2 separate regions of the Anser cygnoides genome follow, and region 1 is linked to region 2. Evidence: chromatin contacts called from public Hi-C data. All regions are on one chromosome and are shown on one strand. Each heading gives the region's core, a stretch centred on a gene start, on an enhancer-like site or on the middle of the called end of the contact. The rest is flanking DNA. Distances are from core to core; before and after follow the strand shown.

What was found. Hi-C and Micro-C count contacts between places; a contact is called where the count stands out from the background.
Region 1: a Hi-C map of liver shows a contact between it and region 2, with 2.2 times the contacts expected there. The contact joins the promoter of ABTB3 here to the promoter of PWP1 in region 2. A contact is called at or near these places in 2 of 7 Hi-C or Micro-C datasets (granulosa cells and liver).

What each region holds. Positions count from the first base shown.
Region 1 is chr1:58,318,643-58,326,531 of Taihu_goose_T2T_genome, reverse strand. ABTB3 (ankyrin repeat and BTB domain containing 3) reads left to right here and starts at 4,654. Exons shown (of 17, transcript XM_066997068.1): 1 at 4,654-5,884. The coding sequence starts at 4,885.
Region 2 is chr1:58,136,941-58,143,845 of Taihu_goose_T2T_genome, reverse strand. PWP1 (PWP1 homolog, endonuclein) reads left to right here and starts at 4,250. Exons shown (of 15, transcript XM_066997039.1): 1 at 4,250-4,361; 2 at 4,493-4,551; 3 at 5,520-5,704; 4 at 6,133-6,218. The coding sequence starts at 4,296.

The DNA of each region.
Region 1 (7,889 bases), core at 3,405-5,904, 180 kb before region 2:
GGGCCAGCTAACTAAGCAGTCGCTACTGATCTCGAGCATCTTTGTTGCTTTGTATTTCACCTTTAAATTGTTTTCTCATATACCCATGCATACATCTCTTACGCAGGTTTGTTGCGTCTTGGGTGGGAATGGAAATTCCCACTGGCTGAGCATAGCCTTTCCCTGTCTCTGTGCTCAGGGGAGCCTGCTAGTCCTGTTTCTTTTAGTTCTGATCAAAACGTAGCATGTATGTATAATCTTACTGCACATAAAGCATGCAAACACTGCTATGCTTTTGTGGAGTGGTGTAGTGACATTATGGGAAGCTGCTGGCTGGAGGATAACTCCGTGTGTATCCTGCTTGGCTCTATATGCTTTGAGTGCTGCCTAAAAGAAAGTAATGTACAGATGTCCGTCCCGTCCACTAACAAAGGTTGGGAGCATCTTTTTAATCCTTACATTTGTAGCAAACAGAAGTTTAGGTCAGACGCTAGGAAGGCTGTTCCTAGCAGCAGTGTGACTCTGGAACAGACCATCTAGGGAAGCTGTAGAGTCTTCATCATGTGTAGTTTCAGGGAAAGAAAAGACTGAAATCTGTCAGGATGGGTGTAGAGGTTGCAGTTGATCCTTCCTAAAAACCCAGCACTTCATAAGGACTCCAAGTATGGCTGCATTGACTGTTCAGACCTCCAAGCCAAGCTGGTGACCTGGCGGTAATGCTGTCCCCTCGTGTGGGAGTGAGGGCTGCAACCAAACGGCTGCCTTGGAGACTTTGGCTCTGTCTCTGCAGTGCTGTGTCTCTTCTTTTGCAGCCACCAGCTACAGAGCCATGAGGAACCAAGTGATCACAAAGTGCTCCTTCCCCTGGCATAACCTCACCACTTCTGGCAAACCGCTGTTGAGAAACTTTCAGAGATGAAGACTGCATGTGCATCGTTGTGATCAATAGCTACCAGTGGTCTTAGCCTTCAGAAATTTTTCAGATCTCTCTGAATTCATTTATGATTTTGGCATCCAAAATGTACCACAGCCGTGGGCTGCATGGTTTCATTATCTATGATTTGGTTTTGGCTGGCAGTTTCTCCAAGCGTCCACAGTTAGCAACTTCTCAGAAATCCTGCAGAATCGCTCCCCTCCCAGCCAGGCACAGGTTTCTACATCCCTGCCGCGCTGCCCTCTCAGCACACAGGGGCATGGGCATTGCAGGGAGAAAGTTGGCAGGGCTTTGAGCTCAGTGGCAAGTAGGAGCTGCTGCTTTTGCAGAGCAGAAGAGCGCAGCTGGGCTGGGCAGCAACTGTCCTTCCTTCCCACCCTCCCAGCGAGCCGGTGGCCTCGTCGTGCCACCCATCCCTGCTCCTTTCGGTGCTGCACGCGGTCAAGAAGCAGCACCAGGAGTCTCCTCCACGAGCCCTCTTGTCTGAACGCTTGGCAGCCGTCACCCAGCAGCCCTGCGGGGATGACGCTACCTGCGACGGCAGTGCTCCTCTCCATCTGTGACGGGTGGCTTTGTGCAGGCTGCAGGCATGCTGCAGCCCCAAAGGCTGCTTTGCCAGGGAGGTGCATTTCACACATGCTTTACAGGTACAGGATCACAGCATGGCTTTGTAAATGAACCGCCTGTGATCAGAAACATTAGCGCCAGGACTTCCCCAGCAACACAAGCCAGGCCCTGGTGAGGCTTGGTGCTTGCTCCTGCCAGCCAGAGATAGAGCTGCGAGATACTGCGAGCGCTGCTTTTGATCTGAGCTGTTATTACGTGGCAGCACATTGAATTTGGAATACAAAAACCGAGTGGCCTGATCCTAGGCACTCCGCCTGCCAGCGTGCTTGCTGTCGGGCTCGTCCCTGCGGCTCTCACCGAGGTGCCATTTGCAGGCAGTTCACTGGGTGGGGAAGGAAAGGGAAAGAGCTGTGGCACTTATTGCTCTCCCCATGCAATCTCTAATTTCCCCATTCGCTTCAATTTGCCCTGAGCACCTTTTTAAAGTGTGTTTCAATTTACCTCTTTCAGAGCTTTTGCTGGCACTTATCATCCTCTGAGGGTACTTAATCAGCTCCTGTCTGAATCCCCAGCTCTGTCAGGATAACTAATGTCCCCGTCTCCAACTAGCTGAAAATTGTCATCCCCCCTCCCCGAGCATGTGACATATAAAGGGGCTCTGTTTTCTTCAGTGGATGTTTTTGTCTGGTAGGCAAATGACCCCAGCCGGCTCGCACAGTAGGGCATGGCTGCAGACACCTGCCCGCCTGCCCAGGGCAGGAGAGGTGTGGTGCGTTTTTGGGATTAAAGCTGAGGGCTGTTGACCCCATTGGGCACTGCTCTTGTCGCAGAGGTGTGTTTCCCTCCAAACCGTTTGATCCCATCTTCTCCCAGGGCAGTTTCCAGAACAAAGTCACCCTGTCTCGGGAGCGCTGTCAGATGTCCTTCCAAACCATGCCGAAGCTCGCTCCGGGATGCAGAAGCCAAGCTGGCCGCACATGGGAAGGCAAGGACCTCCAGGCACCCAAACATCCCTGGAGATCCAGAACGGCTGCCCTGCACTGATCTGAGCACACAGTGAGAAGGTAATTAGTCGTCTTGAAGAAATGAGTCAGGTCTCTCTGCTGCTTTTGAAAGCACAAACCAGCCCGGCGCTGACACGCGCTTGGTGCGTCCAAGCGTCGAGACTTTTTCCAAACTGGTGGCACGACGTGGGAGGTGATACGGATCTCGCTGCAACGACAAAATCTCTAGTAAGGCCCAATATCTTGCTTTCTGCATTAAAATTAAAAAGAGCCCTCTGTAGTTAGTTGGAAAGAGGTCTTTTGAAGTACAAGCTGACTCTGACTCAGTGCCATAAACGCCTGAGTCTGCGCGCAGCCTGAGACAACTGTCCTCTTCTCGTTTGTCCTATTTGTCTCGATGCGTGGGTAATGACATGGCCTAAAAACAGTGCCTCAAAGGTCAGCATCAACCTTTTTACAAGGGGTGGTGAACAAGACGCCCCCCTCATTTGTTCAGCTCACCCTTCCTGGGTGCACACCATGAAGCACAACCAACCATCTGCTACAAAACTCCCCAAAACTTGGGATTCCCCTAATTTTGACCTACTGTTGCCTGCGGTCAGTGCAGAGCCACAGTGCTTCCTGGAAGCGTAGGGACAGGGTCAGGTGGATGGCATTTGTCAGAAAAATACCCAACCCGAGGTGTTCAGTCCCGGAGACGCTTTCGTTCTCTTACCGAACTGAGAGCCGGAGGATTTCCCTGAGCAACCTGGAAGCCTCCGCACTGAAGGGCTGGAGACACCAGAGGGCTCTGCTGCGAGATGTTGGTCTGGACAGCCACAAAGTCCGCATGATTTTGCTCTCAAGGCACGCTCCCCTATTTGATGGTCCCCCTGCTCTGTCAGCGGGGGCCTGAATGTCTTATTTGCAGGCTGCCAGCGGCTGTCGTTGAGGTTGCTCCTGCCCTGAGCCCTGCTACTTTCTGCGACCACTGCTGAGCGTACGATGCCCATGTATTCCCATGAAAAATCTGCCGTGCGCGGCGCGTCTGGCGGAACCACCGAGCTTATGCTGAGAAACCGGTTTCTGACAGCACTCGACCCGCTGTGGAAGGCAACCCCTCGGTGTTTTTTGGCCGTGTCGTAGCTCTCCCCAGCCCGCCCGACAAATTAGCCTACCTGTAGCTGCGTTCGTGCCTTTCCTATAGGAAGTTTATGTTGAAGGCACGCCAGGCTGTGCTCCCTGGGCCGGGCACCGCTCCGACACGCTGCGCCTTGTCTGCTCGGGAATTTTGGCCGGCTCTGTTGGCACGATAGAAGAATGTGTTTGCTAGGCTCTTATACTTAAAGGGATGGGATTTTGCCGGTATTTTATGCTTAAAAGGATACAGCATTTCGTCAACACAGAATGTAGAAGCGTGTATATACCCTCCCAGCCTGTTGCCTGGGCTATCAGCCAGGCAGCTCCTAATAACACGGGGGCAGGCAACGTAGGGTTGGAATATGCTAGTTGGGGAGATACTGTGTGCTGCATCAGGAACCTTGAAGTGCACAGGAAATACAATAGTAATCCTAAAAGAGATCTTACTTCTCCAAGCCTTCATGAGAGTTAATTTCAAGATTTTGTAATTTCAAGGTTTGGTAGTGTCAAGGTTTGAAAATGTCCAGATCTGAAAACGTCAATATTTGAAAATATCAAGATTTTGTAATTTCAAGATTTGAAAATATCAAGATTTTCTAACTTCCAGGTTTCCTGATTTCCAGATTTTCTGATTTCCAGATTTTCTAATTTCAAGGTTTGGAAACGTGCAGATTTCCCAATTTCGGGATTTCTTAAGGGCTTTCCCGTACTTGCTCGCTGCCTGGCGCTCTCCCTTCCCGACCAGGGCTCTGCCCGGTGTCACCCCTTGGCCGTGTGGGTGCCCGGCTCCCACCCGCCGCCGGTGCGCGCCCAGCGCCCGCGGGCAGCGCGGGGGGACCGGGGCCGGCGCCGGGGCCCTCCCGCACCGCGCCGCGCCCCGCGGCGCTCGGGGGCGGAGCCTCGCTGCGGGAGGCGCCTCCCCATTGGCCGCGGGGCTCTGTTGTTTTGCATATCCCCCTCCTCCGCGCGCAACCATTGGCCGCGGCGCCCGGTAGATTTGCATGTCCCCGCCCACCCCGCGCCGCGCTGCGGTGTGGGGCCGGCGGCGCGGCGCAGTGCAGGAGCCGGGCCGGGAGCGGGGCCGCGGCCGGCGGCGGGCAGCAGGCACCGGGCGGCTCCGGCGCTGCGCGGCCAGGGGGAGCGGAGCGGGGCGGCTCGGCTCGGCTCGGCAGGGCTCGGCACGGCTCGGCTCGGCCCAGCGGGGCTGCCCGCTGCCCGTCCCCCGCTTCCGTCCGCTCCGTGCCCGGGCGCCTTGGGTCGGGTGCAGCATGAAGTGCGGCGATGGCCCGGAGGGGTAAGACGGCGGTGAGGACGCTGGAAGACCTGACGCTGGACTCCGGCTATGGTGGCGCGGCGGACTCGGTGCGCTCGTCCAACTTGTCGCTGTGCTGCTCGGATTCGCACCCCGCGTACCCCTATGGAGGCAGCTGCTGGCCGCACCTAGCTGGCTCCATGCACAGTCGCCACAACAGCTTCGACACCGTCAACACCGTCCTAGCGGAAGACTCGGAGGTGCTGGACTGCGCGGGGCAGCAGTGCGCCCGGCTCCTGCCCGACCTCGAGGAGGTCCCCTGGAGCCTGGAGGAGGTGGAGGCGCTGCTGCTGCCGCCGCCGCCCCGCCGGGAGCCGCGGCCGCCGGGCGGTGCCGGTGCCGGTGCCGGTGCGGGTGCCGGTGCGGGTGCCGGTGCCGGGAGCCGGGATGCCGCGGCGCGGCTCTCCACGCTGGTGAGCCGGGCGCTGGTGCGCATCGCCCGGGAGGCGCAGCGCCTGAGCCTCCGCTTCGCCAAGTGCACCAAGCACGAGGTGCGCAGCGCCATGGAGATCGTCCTGGGCTGGACGCTGGCCGCCCGCTGCACGGCGGCGGCGCTGGGCGCCCTCTCCCTCTACAACATGAGCGGCAGCGGCGGCGACCGCTTCAGCCGCGGCAAGTCGGCGCGCTGCGGGCTCGCCTTCTCCGTGGGCAAGTTCTACCGCTGGATGGTGGACAGCCGCGTGGCCCTGCGCATCCACGAGCACGCCGCCATCTACCTCACGGCCGGCACCGAGAGCCTCTTCCGAGACATCCACGCCAGGGTGCTGGCCGGCCCCGCCGCCCCCCTGCCGCCGCCCGGCCGCCCCCCGGCCGACAAGGACAAGGAGAAGGAGAAGGACAAGGAGAAGGAGGGCGCCGAGGGGCCGCGCTTCACGCTCGAGGCGCTGGAGCAGACGGTCAACAACGACCCCGAGCTGTGGGGCTTGCTGCAGCCCTACCAGCACCTCATCTGCGGCAAGAACGCCAGCGGTGAGTGCCCGGCCCCGGGGCTGGCCCCCGCCTGGGGCACCGGGGCGGGGAGCGGCCCCCCCGGGTCCCCTCTGCGCCCCCCCGGCCCGGCCGGGGACCCCCCGAGGGCAGGGGGTGCCCCCGCCGGGGTGGCAGCTCCGGGGGTGGCTTTCGACCCTTTTTTCTTTCAGCCCACCCCCGGGTGGGTGGGTGCGCTTCTCCGGGGGCTGCCCGAGTGGGTCTCGCGGTGGGCATCCATCCCGCAGAGCTGCGGTTCCCCCCAGGAAATGGCAGGAGCGCAGCTGGGCGCTCGCGAGCGAGATCAAACTTTGTTCCAGACGCAGTGGTTTGGCCAGGGATTGCGTGGTTGGCGCTGAAATGCAGTCTTTCTGGACAGATTTCATTCATGTTGCTGCTTGTTTACCCAGGGCTCGACACAGATGCAACGCCGCGATGCATCAACTTCCTGGGGATTTTTTTTTTTTTTGCCTCTTTGCAAACGAGGAGTCCGATATTTTTACCGAGCTCCCATTCGAGGGAGCAGGATCCCAAAGTTGACGTCTCTCATTTCAGCTCCCTCGGTTTGGCAAGGAAGGGGAAATGGACCGAGCCGGTAGCGCATCTCTGGGAGCCGTGGCTGGAGTCGCAGCCGTAGTTAAAACCGGGTGCTTCTCTCCTACGTAGCGGCGTGCACAGGCACATAAGCTTAAATACGAAATACCTGTCACGCTGAGATGCAAATGTTGGAGAAGAGGAAACCGGGGAAACAAGGATAACTGGAAGTCTAGATCAGGGCTACAGATTAACCCTGTTGAGGTGTTAGAGGCACAGCTGATGCGTTACAGCTAATTTGCTATTGTCCTCTCTCCCAAAAGAGACCCCCAGGAGGATGCCAAGCAGAAAGGGGCGAATCCTCCCCACTGGTGTAAAAAGATGTGGCTCCGTTATGTTCCTCTGGGTTTGGGAGGATGTCCTCCCCGGAGGCTCTGCTGAACCTCTGCTGCCAGGGGCACGCGTTGCGGGATCCGTGCGCCTCGTCCTAGCGCTGCTTGCAGGCGTGTCTCCCCCGGGAGGGCCACCGTTGTTTTCCCTCGAGTCCTGGTGCTGTGCCTGTAGGTTTCAGGTGGCACTGCGTTGCCTTCCTGACATTGCAGCACTGGCAGTGCAGGCTCCTACTGAGCCCTTCATTTTGTTTTGCGGATCTGTAGCCCCCTCTGTAGCAGCTTGGTGGATTTAAATGAACTTCATTCTGACCCTCATTTATCTCCCCTCCAGGGGCATGATTCAGAGTTTTTGTCTCCATTTTGCTGTAGCTTTACCTGACACAAATCTCAGTCCTGGTTGGAGCAAATGGCATTTCTCGAAGATGTTCGAATCAGGCCCTAGCAAGTTGTCCATTTTGTTTTGCCTCTCTCCCTGTGCCGTTCAGTTTCCTATGCAAATGCCTGTCATGCTTTGCTTTTCAGCATCGTGCAAGAAGTAGTTTGACATCCTGTTACACATATTCAGAGTTACAGGTGCAAACAAGACTCGGGCCTTCTTGTAATGAAAACCATTTTTTATTGCTGTTTACGTTTATTTAGATTTAATCCAAGGGAGCGCTGCACACTCTTAAGTACTTCCATGGCAGCTAGACCAAACGTTGTAAGCCATTGAAAACATCGGGCTGTTTCTTCACCAGGGAGATACGCATCTGTTTATTTAGCCCTCACCGTTTTGATGTCTGAGTGCTCGACGGTCGGTTGCGAATGTTTCCTTCCCAGGCACTTGAAAGGTGGGGAAGTCTGATGGGAGAGATTATTTGACCTGCTCAGAACTACTTGGGAAACCTGTGGTAGGTTGCTCGAAGTGCTGGAAGCCGCATCTCTGTGTAGTGGCATAACCACAAGTTCATCCTTCCTCCGTGTTCAGAACTTGAAACACCGTGATAAGCCTGCTGCACATGAAGTTGTTTTTTCCTTATGTCTTTCTGGACTACTCCAGGAGAAGAGGCAGGTCTTGGTGCTCTGGGGTTTCGGTAAATTGG
Region 2 (6,905 bases), core at 3,001-5,500:
AAGCATCTCTCAGAAACTACCTGTGTCCAGTGTTTTGCATCGGGAACTTTTGGTGCTTTTTCTCCCCACTCACTGCTGTCAGTAAGGCCACTGTGCCTCTGACGAAGTGACATGGAGGCTGTTTCCAAAAATTTCTGTCTGAGCCTTGATCTTTTAAAAAAAAACTGCTTGTAAGACAAGGGAATGGAGTGCCATGGTGCTTAAAATCAAGCATCTGCAGATGTGTGGTAGCCAGCCAGTTTGGATTTGTGAAGACCCGAAAGTCTGGGAGCTTGCTTTGTTATGCAGTATTGCTGTAAGTGCATACAACTAAGTGCCAAATGGGTATCAAGGAGAATTCAGAAGTAAATAGAGGGAAATGATTAATTCTAGCATGACAGTAAAATCAAGCTTTAAAAAAAAATCTTTTTATTTGAGTGTTGTTTTTTTTTAACTTTTAAATTTAATTGTACCTTGTAAGTTTTGGTGGATTTAGAATCAAATCCTTCCTTTATAATGTATCAGATTATTACAAAACAAGTTGATCCAGGAGGCAAAAAATGGTAATATCCCTTCAAGTATGGCCTAGAAGGAAAAATCCATACATGTGAGTCATGTGAGTTAAACATTGCTACAAGCGACAGGGTGGCTCCAGACCAGGATCCTGGCACAGTCAGGTGCCTGCAGGCTCTGCAAGCCCAGCCGTCCAGGAGCTGAGTGTGGTAACGACAGGTGGCAAGACTACAAATATCAAAATTTAGTAGCAGATGTAGGCCCCCTTGCCTTCCTCCCCAGTGTCATTCACTAGGAAAAAAAGCAAAGCAAGCTTCACTTGTAGCAAATTGGTCTGGTCTGTTTCCTTTCCCAAGGAGAATATCGATACTGGCGCAATTTAGTATTATTTCTGGGCATCTGAGTTAACTCTTCCCTGAGAAAATAGAGAAGTTCAGACATACCCATTAACAACATTGCTCTACATTTTCTGCAAAATCATCTGTGTTTCTGCTACGGCCAGTTCACATTTTTTGTAGGTTTTCTGGACAACCCTAACATGTAGAAACTGAGGGCTTTGGCGCACATTCACTAAAATAATTAAGGTTTAGGACAGTCTTGCCCACTGCTGTGTCTTCTCCTCTACAAGGCAGAAGTGGGCAGCGATGTCTTAAACCACCAGTGCCACACAGCAAGGCTTACCCAAGAGGAGCCTCCGGTATTGTCCAAACAGGAGACCACTGTCTGTCTGAAGTGCTTGATGTAGGTCTACTGGGGGCATAAGCAGCAGAGGCATCTGTGTAACACACACAAAAAAATCATTGTATATCTCAGCTTAAATTAGATTATTTAGAAAGTAACACTATCATTTAAGCCATTCAGAAATAACAAATTTAAGAAAACTGCATAGTGGCTTATACAGGCATATTTGTAGGTGTGTAGCAGTATCAGCCAAACTTTTCCGTGTCAAGAGAGCTTTATATTTTAATGAGAGCTTCTTCGATTACTTTTTTTTTTTTTTAAAGAATGTTTCAAGGGGGCTGTTGTTCCAGAGTAAGAGGTGGGCTGTCTATCTCCAAGCTTTGCTACAAAGATGACATCCACAAATCTGCACAGATAGCCTGGCAGCCCAGGATGCTGCTGTACACAGCACAGCCCCACTGCCTCTCTGCTTTTCTGGAGCTTCCCAACCCCTCTGCCCTACAAGCCCAGAAGCTTGTAAAAAAAAAAAAGGGTCTCTTCCTGAAATCATGAATACTTGAAGCAGCTGATATTGGGCAATATTCTTAGACACTGAAGTAGCAAATACGCCCCACCATTGAGACAAATACAGCCCCTAGCATCTCCCCTCACTGCTGTGGTGCAGCACAGCTGGAGGGGTGGGAGTCTTCTGGTGTTTTTACGAGTGCATCTGCCCACGGAGATGTGATGGTGCCCCGGCACACTCGCACGTACCCCTTCTCCTCCGAGTGCTCACCCATGTGTACGCTGACACGAAGGCACACAGGCACCACTCCCTGCCGGCTGTGAGAACAACAATTATAAGTAAAACTTGCATATCTTGGCAGAGTCACAGCACCTGGAGCACTGCCAGTTGGTTTTTCCCATACCCATATGTTTACTGACTTTCCTTTACTAGCGGAGCCCTAGTGTGTTGTATCATTTACAGAGTTGTAGTTGTGCGTTTGTAAGAGTTGTATCAACTCTTAGGGCACATTTTGGGGAAACAGATGCTCCATAAGCAATAAAAAATAAGAGTAAATTAATGGATAAATAACAGATCCAGTTTATTCCATAAAGGTAAGCAAAACCTAAGATTTTGGAGAATAAGCCTTGGCGCAAGAATGAGTTATCTTCTAAAGCGGGGAGGTTGGTTATCTCCCAGACAAGACCTTGAGATCTTAGATGAAAGAAAACCAAAGCGGCCTTGTTTCAACCACCTGAAAACTTACCTGTGCCTAGCTATCAGAGTTCTTCCCTCCAGGCTACACTGCTGTGTGCAAGCAGGGTATGTTGTCTCCCCTGACAAGATGCTGCCCTATTGGGATCTGATCTTCCTTTGGTTTCCTCCAATTCATGCTCTTCATTTCAGAGAATCACCCAGGGAATGCAAATAGAGAATCAAAAGGTAACCTTGAGGACTTTTGTGGCTGCCCTTGGTGTTTGAAAGCAACTCGTAAGCACTTCTTTATGTCTGTCCAAAGTTAGAGGATTTCTTGATGTTGTGACTTCCCTTTTAGCTGTTCAGCATCTCTGGGACTGCAAAACATACTTTTCAGCTCATTTGAGAGAAGATTTTTTTTTTTGAGTGTTAGTGTATCAGTGCCTTTACCCTTGTCTCATCTGAAGAGGTGAGCTGAACCACAGCAACAAGCCTGCTTCTCTCAAAACACATAAAATTCCCTTTGTTTTCTTGCTTGCAGCCTGTATGATTTGTAGTATGAACCTTCTCATGGCCTTGTAGTACCTTCCAGCTGCCATACTAGACATGCTTACACTGTCTCTGACAGTTTCAAGGTATTTCAAGGTCTCTGCAGAGCCTTGGACTCTGGAGCACCCTTTCTGCAAGTTTTCAAATAAGTATTGGGGAGCTTGCTGGCACCGGTGGCTTCTGTATCTCTTCAGGTCTCCTCTCTCCTCCACCCTTACTTAGTGTGGAAGGTAATACTCTCCGAGCACCTTGACACATACCCTAAAAAAAAAAAGTTGGCACTTCCCTTCAGAGGAGCCATTTTTTCCTACTGACTTTTCCTACTGACCCTGCTTTTCTTTGCTTGGTAAGTCCATGCCAGAATAAAAGTTTGCTCTGCTTAGCCAGGTACCTTCACCTAGCTGAACCTTCATGATGACACCTGGAACAAGACAGGGACACACATTTCCTGTGGATGAGAACTACCCAGCACTTGCCTCCTCAGATAGGTTGGGATGGGTCAAATGCCTCAAATTCTCCATAAGTGGATCCAGAATTAGGGACACTGTTTCAGTGCTTTTCTCGTCAGACAGGCAGAAGGCTCTGACACCAGAATCAGTGACTAAACTGAAACAGTGAAAGTCGCTGCTATCAAGTCTTGCCTTACTTTGCAGAGGTGCCTCAGGATGAAAATCACCTCTGCTCATTAGAGGCTAAGAAATGGGTCTGAGAGAGATTCCAGGCACAACTCCAGAGGAAACGTGGAAGAGTGGTCAAGCACTGGGACGGGTTGCCCAGGGAGGTGGTGGAGTCACCGTCCCTGGGGGTGTTCAAGGGAAGGTTGGACGTGGTGCTTGGGGACATGGTTAGTGGGTGACATTGGTGGTAGGGTGAGGGTTGGACCAGATGATCTTGGAGGGCTTTTCCAACCCCTAATGATTCTGTGATTCAAAAGAGAAGTTATTTCCTATAACTGCAGCTCGGCAGGCCGTCTGTGCAGCTTTCCTACCCTTTTTTCTCCCCTCCCCTCATTTTCTGCACGCCGGCCGCGGAGCGCCCCCACAGCACCCTGCTGCTCTGTGACCGCGCGTGTGGAGGGAGGGAAGCATCGCGTGTGCGCCCCCTCTGGGCGGTGCTTCCGTAAACACAAGGCTGGCTCAGGGGGCACGGAGCACTGCACGGGGAGCTGGGCAGCGAACAATTAACAACAGCCCTTCACAGAGTCGCTAATTAACGCCCAACGCACCTCCCCTCACAGCCCCCTCCACACGCACCCCCCCTACGCCGCCCCTCCTCCCCGCCTCTGCCCGCCCCCCCCGCGCGCGCTCTGCGATGACGCCACCGCGCTCCTCCTTCCCCCCCCCCCCCCGTGACGTCACCCCCGCGCGCCCCCGGTCCCGCACGCGGAGCCGCCATGAGCTGCCCGGTGCCGTGCGCAGCCTGGGTGCGACGCGGCGTTGCCAAGGAGACGCCGGACAAGGTGGGGGGGGGGGGCGGGATCCCCCGGTCCCCTCAGCGCCCCCTCAGCGCGCCCCCCCGGTCCCCTCAGCGCCCCCCCCCCCTCAGCGTCAGCGCCCCCCCCCCCCCTAACGGCCCCGTGTCCCCCCCCAGGTGCAGCTGAGCCGCGACGAGCTCCGGCGCCTCGTCGGGGAGGCCCGCGAACGGCTGAGGTGAGCTGGGGGGGGGCGTGGGCACGGGGCGGGCTGGGCGCCCGTCGGTGGTCACGGACGGGACCGGGGGGTGGTGGTGGTGAGCGCGGTGACATCCAGCTGGCGTCTGGTCAGCGGTGGCGTGCCCCAGGGGTTAACGGGGGGGTCAGCCCTCTTTAACGTCTTTATCGGTGGTTTGGGTGAGGGAGCTGAGTGCACCCTCAGCGAGGGGGTGGTTGGACCAGGTGATGTTGAAGGCCCTTTTCCAGCCTTGATGGTCCTATGACATTGACCGCTTTTTCTTTTCCCGGGCAAAGGTCATAAATCAGGCTTGAATTTAGGATCTCTGATTATCTCGTTTCCAGTTCTCACACTGTTACACAAAGTGCTTCTACTAAACAGACATCTGGTGTTTGCTTTAGAAATCACAGAATCATTAAGGCTGGAAAAGACCTCCAAGATCACCTGGTCCCCCCACCTGTGGGAGCCACCTTGGCTGGTTGCTGCCTGGGGACTGTGTGCAGGAGGGCAGCACGCGCTGCGTTCGGCAGGGCTGAGCTCCTGTGGAGCGTGCTGCACTCAGAGGCCTGGCACGTCCGCCTTAGGCCCTCAGTCAGCGTCTGCTGTGCGCGCCTTCTGCTGAATTCCTTGCAAGCATTCACAGAAACTGAATTATCCACAAGGAAAGGCAAGAGAAAGAGATCTAGACACACTTCAGTTTAGTTCCACCAAACAAAACTTATGCCATGCTTTGTCAGGAAAATGTGCAAGAAAAAACTTTCCCTATCAGCCTGAGAATAACGACATCTTCTGTTTTGGGAGAAGTCAGGAAAGGAGTTGAGTAGGTTTCCAAATTATTGGCATAAAGACTGGAAATCCATGTGAGCAGCCAGGACTGCGTGCTGAAATCTTGTTGCCAATCCGCTGAATGATTTCCTGGAAGCATCCAGTCCGTGTTGCTTCCTCAGGGGATGTCTGTCTTTAAACAGGGAAGGTGCTGATGATAGCGATGAAGATGAGCAGGGCCAGACGGCAGATGGCATGGACGTTGCCACTGCTGAAAGAGCTGAGTCTTCTCCCAAAAATGAAGACCAGGAGGAAACCTCCGAAAAGCTGACTGACGATGAACTGGCTGAATATGATTTGGATAAGTATGATGAAGAGGAAGACACAGGTAAGAGAAATTTTAAATGTCAGATACGCATTGCAAATGAGGAACCTTTTCAGCTCTTGTGGTACTTGAGGCATGAGTACCCTAAAACTACAGAGTTTCAAGTGCTGGAAATTCACGTGTTGAATTGTTTCCTCGTCCCAGTTTAGGAAGTGATTTAGTGAGTGAAACAGTTTAGTGTCCTCCTCCCTGATGCAAGAACTGAGCAGCGTTGGAAAGGCTGTCACACCCCCTGCTGCAGTGCCGGAGCACAGCAGCAAGAGTCCCTGAAAGCACTAAGCAATGTAGCTTACTGAGGTTCTCCTCGTGTTTGGGACTTGGAAGTTCATTTAGCCCACTCCTGATATTTTGCAATACAGGTACCGGTACAGGAGCGTCTAACTTCACCTGTCGTTGACACATGTAAGAAATGTTCTGAAATTCCCATCTAGGTGATAGAAAGCTCGGAGAGACTTTAGCTGGGCTGGCAGTGTATGGGAGCAATGATCAGGATCCTTACATCACTCTAAAAAACACTGTAAGTACTATACAAATGCTAAATATCTTAAACAGCATTAGCTTAGAATTCATTTAAGTCTAATTCTCTGCCAGACTGCCTTGGGGTCTTAGGTGCTTGCAGCACTTTTAAAAGGCTTGCCAGGTTTTTGCTCAGACAGATTTTTTCCTTTTAAGGCTACTTTGTGCAGCCCCCTTTCTGTGCACTTTTTACCTTTAAGTCAGATGTTAAGGTGAACTGGCTCATGATTTAGGATGTGTACTTCCGTACGTGGAGTGGCTTGTCAGCTCTCTGATAGGACACAGAAAGTGCTTGAAGAAATAAAAAGTTTCAGCATCGCAGGTCACTAATGACCAAAATTAGACGACTTGTGAGATTACAAGCCTCTTACATCTTCCGCCAGTTTGTGGAAGAAATCAAGCTGAGATGGACCCAGGCTATTTTAGAAAACAGGATTACAAAGAAAAGTAATCGTGTTATATTAGGGCTATGTCTTGAAGAAACACATCCCCGTTAAATAAGCATCAATTAAAGCATAATCGCCTATTTCTGCCTGTATCAGTTTCCATCAAATATCAGATGGGGAACATCCTGGCAGGAGCTTCGTAGGAGCTCTGCAGGGGAAGAAATCATCTCTAGCTGTAGTCTACCACAGGCTGAGTGTCAGCGCTGTCCTGTGGCGCAGCCTCTTTGTCTTTTTGTGGTAAA